Regions from separate parts of the Mus musculus genome. Here region 1 is linked to region 2. Evidence: chromatin contacts called from public HiChIP or PLAC-seq data. All regions are on one chromosome and are shown on one strand. Each heading gives the region's core, a stretch centred on a gene start, on an enhancer-like site or on the middle of the called end of the contact. The rest is flanking DNA. Distances are from core to core; before and after follow the strand shown. Region 1 holds the start of Dph5 (diphthamide biosynthesis 5). Region 2 holds the start of Dbt (dihydrolipoamide branched chain transacylase E2).

What was found. HiChIP or PLAC-seq counts read pairs in DNA pulled down with a chosen protein or histone mark.
Region 1: an H3K4me3 HiChIP or PLAC-seq map of embryonic stem cells shows a contact between it and region 2, with 9 read pairs. The contact joins the promoter of Dph5 here to the promoter of Dbt in region 2. A contact is called at or near these places in 2 of 39 promoter capture datasets (the HPC-7 cell line and liver) and 2 of 115 datasets of contacts at active chromatin or transcription factors (embryonic stem cells and memory CD8 T cells).

The regions. Positions count from the first base shown.
Region 1 is chr3:115,886,876-115,892,009 of GRCm38.p6, reverse strand. It overlaps Dph5 (diphthamide biosynthesis 5), which reads right to left and starts at 3,827. Exons shown (of 8, transcript NM_027193.2): 1 at 3,733-3,827; 2 at 3,413-3,570. The coding sequence starts at 3,547. It overlaps A930005H10Rik (RIKEN cDNA A930005H10 gene), which reads left to right and starts at 3,880. Exons shown (of 2, transcript NR_015487.1): 1 at 3,880-4,246.
Region 2 is chr3:116,510,912-116,516,479 of GRCm38.p6, reverse strand. Dbt (dihydrolipoamide branched chain transacylase E2) reads right to left here and starts at 3,410. Exons shown (of 11, transcript NM_010022.4): 1 at 3,289-3,410. The coding sequence starts at 3,339.

The DNA of each region.
Region 1 (5,134 bases), core at 2,578-5,077, 620 kb after region 2:
CCCATGCAATTCAAACATGGAAGAAGATGCATAAATAAGTATATAAAATTATTCCTTCACACTGAGAAGTCTGAGTTATTAAAAGTTGCAGGGATGCTACAGTTAAAGAGTAATGGTATCCAAGATTGATCAAAGAAATCCATGAGAAATAAGTATCCAAAGATAAATGCTACAATTCCAAATGTGGGAATTATTTCTAACACCTACATAAAATCTATTACCCAGACAGGAAAACAACCTCACCCTATAGAACTGTTTCATAAACTCATAATAACACTGCTTACATTGATAAAATAAAAATGCACTCTTTATTTTCACTTTTGCTGTGTGCCTTTTTCTTAATCATTATTCTTTACATGTTTAACTTCCACTTTAGAAACCAGAAAACTTACAGTCCCAGGACGACTGTATCCATATATCTCAGAGAACACACGTGGTCACTGGATACCAAGTACAATGGTCTTTACTCAACTAACGTACCCTGAAAACAATCAAGAAGCCACATGCCACCAACGTAATGCTAAACATAATCCGGGCTCTTACATACGGAGGTCAGAGGACAACCGGAAGGAGTTGGTTCCCTTCTTTTCCCATGTGGGCTCAGGAACTGGTTTAGATTATGGGTTTCCAAGACACCGGTTTAAATAACCAGCTATTTATTTCAGTTATTTACAGACATGTTATAGTTTCTTCCTCCCACTACTTTTATAAATAACTTAAGTCTTTCATTAAGTTTTCTTAGGTATAATGCAGACAGACCCTGAACCACTTGTAGACTCTACTGCTTATACATTTTTATATAAAGTACAAATGCATTCAACGAATAAGCATGTAAGATTTAAAGGATCAACAGTAATTACCTGAAGGAAGCTAAAGTTGCATATACCAAAAATGATGATAACTCTTTCTCAGGTCTGCTATCTCTACACTTCTTTTGGAGACTATATTAAAACACTACAACAACAGCGAACAGACAAACTTGGAATTTCTTTACCAACATCTGTATGTGTCTTTTATAAAATCTTGACTGGCTGATTATTAACAAAATGAAAGCATATGTTCATTATAGAAAATAGAACTATCTTTTCCCTGCAATATAATGATCTTTAGCTGAAACCAGACTTCATAAAGATATACATCAACAGTTTAAAAAAAATCAGTTTGTTTTAACAAGAAAATGTGCAAGTGAAAAACAGAAGAAGACTGAAGAGAAAGAGGTTCTACAATTGTACTGGAAATATAAGGCATGAACTTATAAATGAGTGACTTGAGGCGGATGGTACAGATGGGATCCTGTGGCAAGCTACTCGGGGAAGAACAGGAACTAAGAACCTGGAGGACATGAAGACAATACTAGAAGAATTCTGTAATAAAATAAGATCCAGTCCAAACCATTTTGCTTGCTATAACTTCTCTGTTATACTTTGTGTAGTTACTATCTAAAGCTAAGAATGCAGAGAGAATGTATGAAAGTCTGGAAGGATAATTCTCAACTCAGAGATACTTTAGTTTGAATGTTGTTCTGTCACTATCTGTATGATACTGGACAAGTTTTTGGAACATCCCACAAAATGGGAGCAGTAACTATAGAGGGCTGGGTATTGTAGCTCTGTGGCAAAGCAATTGTGGAGCATGTTGAGAGACCTTGGGTTCAATTCCAAGCACTGTCAGGAAAATAAACAAAACAGCAAAATAAATGTTCCAAAAATATCAACACTTATCACTATGAAATAACAGATATTCTGGTACCTTAAAAAAACTACACAAAATTTACTTATAGGTAAGGTAAGCCCAGACCCCTAATAATTACATTTATGCTTAGGGGAAAACCTTGAAAAATTAATATTTACTAACACTTATAATTTATAAAGCATTTTCACATACACCTTAATAAATACTATATAACTTTCAATTGGTTATTTTTTCTTTGACAAATGGAGAAACTAGCATTTAGAAATTTGGAAATATATCTGCTAGCAGCTAAAATGTCTGAAAACTTTTGTGATGGACACTGTTCTAAGAGCCTAGAAGGCAAACACATCCTGACCTCAATTTATAAGAAATTAAATGTAAAGGAATTGTCCAGGGACATGTCACAAGGCAAAACAAGTTATGTCCCAATTTTGCTCTAAGCTATTGTCTAATATTCTTTTGTTTTTTGCTTTTTTGGGGGTGGGGGGTTGAGACAGGATTTCTCTGTGTAGCCCTGTCTGTCCTGGAACTTACTCTGTAGACCAGGCTGGCCTTGAACTCAGAAACCTGCCTGCCTCTGCCTCCCAAGTGCTGGGATTAAAGGTGTGTGCCACGACTGCCTGTCTTCCCTTTTTGTTTGTTTTTGGTTTTTGTTTTTGTTTTAGAGACAGGGTTTCTCTGTGTAGCCCTGGCTGTGTTTAATATTCTATTCGATTAACCTGCCAGTTATCTATTTTCTCAAATGGTTTTAGGTCCATTATAGTTTCTGATCACTGATCCAAGACATATTTCTATCATCTTGAAGTAAGTATAAACACCGACAAGTGTGGCCAGCAAGTCAAACTGACCATTAAACACTACTTTTTTTTTTTTTTTTCTAATTCATGACCAACTTAAGAAGAAGCCTATTTAGGATTCAAGATTTTTAACATAACCCTGAAACCTTCAAAATTCTGAGTTGTGAATCTGAGAGATATGACCGGAAGTTCTCTGGCCCACACTTTTATATGGAAGACTTGACAATTTAAAAAAACAAAACAAAACAAAAAAACCTTCCTCTCCTCCTCTAACAACACATCAGCATCTTATCTCAATATAGGGTTCACTTTAAGTTTGACAATCAAGCAGAAACTGACCCTTCTTGTTGTAACTATTATTTACATATTTACCCTGTTTAAGGTATATAATGCACTAATACATCCTCTGGTTACTTAGTCACTCTATATGTACATGTGGGAATGACAGCCTTCCTGGGAGAGTACATGTAAGGTCTCTTTGGCTATGTTGCAGACAAAAAAAAATGAGATCGCTGTTCCCTATGGAACTACTTCAAAGACGGAAGCTTTCAGATCGCTTGCTGAATGTATAAGCAACTCATTAAGCCTGTGTCAGCACCTCATTAGCACTCAACTCGGAAAGGATGTCTGGCTAGCTCATGAAATAACGGATTTGATAACTATCCCCAAGAGTGTAAAATAACTTTTTTTTTTTTATTTACTGGAGAAAGGCACAAAATTAGACTTGTAAAGTAGGACAAACTACCGTTTCATTTCCCAAGTCACTGAGTATGAAGTAGATCTTAATGGACAGGGTGTGTGTTTTACAGGGGCTTAAAAAAAAAAAAAAAAAGCAGACGCTTAGAGTCTGTGCAGTCTAGGGTAGGAGAATCGGACGCTAGCTAGATGTCTTCCCCAGAGGCCTGGGGACTTTAATCACGTACCAGGGCTTCCTTCCCTACAGTCAGGACTGAGGTGTAGGCTTCCAGATACACGCGACTGCATCGTCTCACAACTTCCAGGCCCTTGACTGTGATGTCCTTGGCATCTCCCAGGCCCAAGCCGATCAAGTAAAGCATTCCGAACTCCAGGGATGGGGAGACTGCAGAGCGAAGTGAACAACAGAAAAACGTCAGCTAACACCGGGGACCTAAAGTCTAGGGATGAACATAAAAACCAAGGTGGCACCCTGCGTGCGTCCGACACTCCTGCATACTCTTAGAAAATAATGGAATGACTGTTTTTAAAAGTGTGATCCGATTACCCGCTTAGAGACTCGGAGGTGATTCGCTGACGTCCCTCAAAGTCTCACTGCAGCCTTTTAATAATTGCAGTCCCCAAACCATGTGCCCATCAGAGACAGAGCTTCCGGGTCTCACCTAACGGCGCCGTAAAGCGCAGAGCCCTTCACAGCACTTTACGACTGGCAGGAGGCGGAGATGACAGACCGCTCCAGGAACGAGCTATAGAGCGATCGCATACCCCCCGCAAGGCCCTCCAGGACTCGCTGACTCCCGGGCAGAGGTCAAGGGTCAGGAATGGGTCCAGCTGTGCGCCTGGAAAGGACCCAGCGTGCCCACGCTCCCGGCAAGCCAGGACTCAAACATCCCCAAAGGGCGTCCGGGCTGATGACGATAGCTCCCAATCGCCCTCCAGACGCACACTGGCAGGAACAACCGGAGGGACTTCCCTGACCGACCCCGCGTTTGCTCAGCTTTGAATTCCCGCTCTGTAGATCTGTCGCAATTTAACCAGAAGTCACCCTGGTGAGGGGACAGGTTGGCTTGCCCTGCTGAGTGTGGTTGTTAAGTTCCCAGGGGGGGGGGGGGGGCTGTGACTCCTTCTAGGGGTTTGTCCCTGGGATCTGATACCAGAATGCCTCAAGGGAATCTGCCTTAGTCACCCTCGGTGGAGAGTGACCTTTTAAGAGTGCTCAAGGGATGACTAAATACGAATGTGATGACATATACGGATGAAAAATGCCATAATGAAGCCCATTACTTAGTATGCTAACCAAAGGATAATTTTAAAAAAGAAAGTAGTTCTATGGCGGGAAGCGCATAACAAAAAGGAAAGTGCTTTAAACCTCTCAGCGGTTGTTGCAGAGATTCTTAAAGATTGGTTACACGCAGCTCCAGTAAGCGAAAAGTTTACACTGCAGATGCTCTTCCTAAATTCACTGGTAACTTTATCCAAGTTGGGAAGACAGTTCATTGCTTCTCTTGGCACAATGTAATGGCCTTTCAGATTTTTCTTAAGTCTAGCCTTTTCCTCCAAGGGTGCACGAAGACCTGATTCTCCCTGTTCCCACTAAATTGATTTATTCTTTGCACCATATTAAAATACATACACCTCAAAATAGATCATGGTGTAAATGGAAAGACCTAAAATTATAACAGAAGAAAAAAAAAAAAGAAAAGAAAAGAAAATCTGACCTATCCAGGGAGAGATTTCTCAGGTATGCTATAAAAGGCATGTTGCAAAGAGAGAGGAAAAAAAGTCATACTTTAATAATAAAAACTCCCTTCAAAAGACTGAAGTCGTACACTGAGAGAAAATGTTTGCAAACCAGAAATTTGACAAAAGACTTGTCAACAGAGCAAACAAACCAAAGGAAGGCTATCAAGATGCTGGTAAAGGAACTTGTCACGCAAGTCTGACAACCT
Region 2 (5,568 bases), core at 2,161-4,660:
GTTGACACAGAAACACGAGTTCCTGAATGACCAAATCAACAGGGACTGAGAAAGGGCAACTGAGTTACAATGAGTATTACGAAAATAAAAGCAACTGGATGGCTTTGATAAGAAAGAGAGGAGAGATTTAAAAGTTAGCAAAAGTGAAGAGATTAAAAGACAATACAAAGGAGGAAAAATAAAATTTTAAGCCAGAGAAGGCATGTCTCCCACCCCCATACTATCATGCTAGTTAAAAGTGGAAGCCAGGTGGTGGTGGCTTCTTTTAATCCTGGGAGTCGGAAGGCAGAGGCAGGCAGATTTTTGTGAATTCAAGGTCAACCTAGTCTACAAAGGGAGTTCCAAGACAACCAAGGTTCTACAGAGAAACTATCTCAAAAACCAAACTCAAACAACAAACAGAAAAAGTAAAACAAAAGGACTCTTTTTCTGTGTCCTCAGCAAGCATTTATGGGCACTCACGGTGTATGGGGCGCTGTGGCCACATCCAGAAGGAAACACGTGTGATCCCTGCCCGAAAGCAATGTCCAGCAGAATGAAAGATAAAGCGAAGTACACAGGCCATTAACACAGCCACCGTGGGGTGTTCTAAGAGAAGCTGGCTGGAGAGTTAGCTTGGAGTAAGACTGGAGGCTGAGTGGGAGTAACGCAGGAGAGGAGCAGGGCTGCAGATGAGGCAAGAGTCTCCAAGGCAGAGGAAATATATGAGCAAAGGTCTGGAATCAAGAAAGCAGTGTGTACTAGGGTAATTGTTCCGTAGAGTTCTCTGTGCAGCCAGCGGGGGCACTCAGAGCTGGGGCTGGAGTGAGTGTGTGTGTGTGTGTGTGTGTGTGTGTGTGTAGAATGCTACTTTTACTCTAATACTTTTTTTTTCATTGATGTCTATAACTAATGCCCAGTAAAGTGGTTTAAATAATAATAAAACCAATTATTTTCAAGATAAAGATACGGTACTCACAAAGGCAGACATCGTAGAATGTGGTCTCATAAGTCAAATTTAAGAATGGATGTGTAAAAGAGGAACAATGAAGGATGTGGCAAGGAAAATCAAAAGTGTGTGATAAGAGGTAATAACCTGTAGAATAAGCAGGTTTTCAATAAAGAATGATACTTGAGAGGTTGGAGAAGCCACATCATAAATTTCCTCAATCAAGTGGCTTGGGGGCATTTTTTAAAAAGATGAGTCTTAAACAAGAACATGGCATAATCTAATGTGTGCCTCATTTTATAAGATCCTTTTGGCTGGCCTATGGGAAATGAACTACAAAAGAGGCTGATCAGAGGCAAGAGGCCCAGTTAGGAAAGACTAAGACATCTGTAATTAAGAGCAAGGTGGTAAATACTAGCTACATTTCTTCAGAGTTGGAAGGTAGAGTCAAGAGAAACAGGTTTGAGGGGTCTATTGTGGAGCCTGGAGTCTGCATCCCTGAGGCACTGTGGTGCACGGTGAGATGGCCAAAGGCTAGCTTTTCCAACTCCCCTGTGCTCGTAGCTAGGGAACTGTGTTCTAGCTGGTTATGTCAGCCTGGTAATATCCCTTCCTCCATCCTGACTTAAATGCCCAGTGAGTTGCTGCAGCTCCCGGATGGCTGTATGGAAAAGGTCAACTGCCCTGATGAACTGTCAGCCGTCATAGTGACAGTCACACATGTCACCTGTAGTCTATAGGCATAGATGGTGTCTTGTTCATTCACTGGATTTGTGTTACCTGCAGTTGAGAAAACACCTCATATTGTGCAACGGGAGATCTCTTGGACAGCTAGGGAAGACTAGAGAACGCCAGGGAACCATTAGCACAACTGGTGACTATATGCAAAGACGTGGGAGAGATAATGCAGGAAGTTGGAAAAGCGCAGAGGGCCAAAGCCAGGGCTTCTTTTTTTATTTTTTTTTTTTTTTAGTAGTCATCCATCACTTTATGACAGGTCTGTGTGAAATCTATTCACTATTAGATGAGCTAGTCTATGGACTCACCTTATGCTTACACAAACCAAATGGCTTAACTTATTGCCCACGTAAGCTCTATGCTAGCTCTTATACTACAAACCTGTCCAGCATGTCACTGTACTAAACACTGTGGGCACCCGTCACACCATTCTGTCTGTGTGTCCACACACATCAAACGATGGAAAAGGTCATAGGAAGTTGGCAGGTCTGTCGAGAGCCTATGGGAGCACTGTTGACGGAAGTCTTTGCGTGGTATTTAGAAGCTGGAAAGGAAAAGAGGGCAGTGGAATAGAGCAACTGAAGAGGAATATTGGTCAACTAGTGTCTCAGAATCCAAGAGTGGAGAGCTCTCGAAAGAAGAGTTGCCCATAATACCTACTAAGGTGCTGCTGACAAGAGTACCCTTCTGCTGCCTAGTTCCTACTTCTCTTCAGTCTCCGTACGCACTCACTAGTCCCCAGGAATTCCTCTCTGTACCCCCACTCCTCCATAGGTGTCCACCCTCAAGTGTCACAGGAGCTTTGAGCACTTGTTCCATAATAGCACGTCTTTCTAAAACCGTGGCTTTCTGTCTTTCCTTGCCTCCCTCTCTCCTATTCTCCTGTTCTAGGCTACAATGTTAGGAGGGAAAGGATGGTGGCTGGCTGTGTTATAGAAATATGCCCAGTGCCCAATACACACAGCAGGCTGGGAAGAAGGTTTGGAGAGATCAGGAGGCCAGCACTAAAGGAACATCTAGGGAAATGGGTAAAGTCTACGGTATCCAAAAAGTTATGTAATTAGGAAGAAACTAGATATGTAGTGGGATACATCTACGGTTGTTGCTAAAAGCTTGTGAGTGAGGGGGAACTGCAAATGGGGGTGGTAAATCGATGATTAAAAAGTTGGAACGACTGTGGACCAAGGGGAGAAGTGCAGCCCCGAGTGAATCAAGCTAGAGGCTTTTCTCTTCTCAGGTTAATAGTGCCAGCGTATGGCGCGCAGTGGGCTCTCAACAAATCTCGAAAGAACATAGCTGTGTCTGCAGTGCTTATCACAATGCCTGACATCTAGAAAGTACTCAAGCAAAGTTAAGCAGGTCAAAGGCCAGGATGTGGGTACGGTTGGGAAGAAAGCTAGTCGCCCAAAGCTAATCGTCAGAGAATCGCGCCCCGGGACGGGAAAGGAGTGAGTTTCCAGGCTCACTGGCACGCCACCTTCGCTGCCCTTCTGATTTGCATGCATCCTTCCATCACTTGCTCACAAGACGCGAGGCACTCGGAGAAGAAAGCAACACACAACTCCGGATAACATCTACTAAATCGATCCTTCCCAACCTTAGACCCATCCAACCCTGCTTACCAGTCTGACAGCGTTCTGGCTCCAGGTCCTCAGTACACGCGCTGCAGCCATTTTACTCCGGAAATAGCCACCAGCACACAGCTGGGAAAGACGCCTCCTCCAGGCGACCAATCCCCAGACCCGAGACGCACCTCCCTGAGCGGCCAATAGGAGAGAAGGAACGAGCCTCCCACCGGGCAGCCAACCAGGGCGAGGGGCGGGGCCGACTGAAGCCCCCCCCCCTCCCCCTTGAGAGGTGTAAAAGAATTGAGGGAGGGAGAAGGTAGACTTGGGGAGGACGACAGCTTAAAAATCCAGGACTTGGGTTGTTAAGTAGACGCGCATCAACAATCCATCTTTTTAGCTCAGATAATGGAGAGAAATCACGTTTAGGGGCTGCAGAAACTTGGGTTCAGTCTCCAGCACTCAATCAGGTAGGTCATAACAGCCTACAACTCTAGTTCCAAGGGATCCGACGCCCTCTTCTGGCCGTCTCGGGGCACCTGCATCCATGTGCTGTACATGCAAACAGTTGTGCACCCACACATACATAGATAATTTTTTAAAAAAGAATATGTTAAGGGCACACAAGAAGGGTCACTAATTGAAAACCTGAGGGGTCAGTAGCAAATTGTCTTTTCTGGTATTGTGCTGTAACTACATTAAGGGCAGAAAAAATAAGATGTTTCTATGTTTCATAGCAAGACTCTGATGCGCGACTTTTTCATAAGTCCATACAGGAACACTTCTCCATGATTAGGAATTCCTCTTTCCTGTATAGTGTCCTTGAGGTTGCTGAAATTGACTTCTCGTGTCTAAAATAAACATGTCATCACTTTGTCTTTGAGTCTTAGAAAATGTGGTCAGATGCATCATTAAGAAATGAGTCACAAACGTATAACCCTGAATTGCTTTGCCCCTTGAAGAAATGTCAAATTGAGCTCAAGTGGAACTGCTAAAGGAAACATCAGAAACCCAGCACTGTGAGGGTGACATGGGTAGGGCAGGCAGAGATGTCGCATTGTGAATGGAAGGCCAGTCACCCTGAGCTATGTGGTGAGACTCATTCTTAAACAAAATGAAACAAAGCCAGAGGGAGAGAATGAGAGAGAGGGAACTTTCTTTAATAGGTGGTATATAAATGCATACATTGTATATATGTTCAGTAAATTCAACGGTTCTTTCTTCTTAGAGAGAATAAAAATCTGCATCAATGTCTAAGGCGTTAGAGAGAATGAAACAAAACAGAAGGAAGCAGGGGCCAATAGAAACTCTCAGCACTGGAAAGTCGGTGGTTGTGAAACAAAAATCTCAGGTTTTTCACAAGTTGTTTAACTTTACACAGATGTACTATTGTGTAATGCACATTCATCTACTGTAGGCAGTAAATATAAATCATTGCCTTTATCAGAAAATCTGCAATAGACAGATGAGGTGACGAAAGTGTTTGATCCCAGAAGACAGTGGATCTTTGTGAATTTGAAGCCAGCCAGATCAACAAAGTGAATTCCAGTATAGCCAGGGCTGTTAGAGAAACCCTGTCTTAACAGCACCTCCCAAAATCGCAATAATCAAAAGAACTTGATTTTTAAAAACTTTTCCCATTATTTTGTTTGTTTTGTTTTGTTTTGTTTTGTTTTGTTTGAGACAAGGTTTCTCTGTGTAGTCCTGGCTGTCCTGGAACTCACTCTGTAGACCAGGCTGGCCTCCAACTCAGAAATCTGCTTGCCTCTGCCTCCTGAGTGCTGGGATTAAAGGCTTGCACCGCCACTGCCAGGCCCCATTAAACTTTTTATAGGTGCATTGAATAGACTTAGTAATCTTATATGTTCTTGCTTGTATAATGAGGGAAGGGAGTTAGTTGTTCCTAGGGCTCTTGAAAGATACTATGTAACTTTCTTCCATTCAGGCTTCTCTCGATTCTATCTTATTTTCAGGAAACAAACTAGTTTATCATCCTACGTCAGTAGATCCTGATTCCATATATGATTGTGTTCTTATCTTTGTTTGTAGCCGGGTTTTGGAACCTATTCACTAGATCTGAATGGGGCATTGCTACTAGCGCTACTAGCGCCAAGTGATGCAATTCTTGACTAGCCAACCGTGTTTTTGGTTAGTAAAACTAAGAGGGAGGGAAGGACCCAGAGAAGAAAGGGAGGCACCCAAGGAGGAAGGGAGGGGGACAGACAGAGACAGACAGACAGAGACAGAGACAGACACTGTAAAATGAACCTAGAGTCTTGCATAAGCTAAGCAAGCCGTCTATAACCACTGAGCATCATTGCCAGCTCTCTGCTTCTT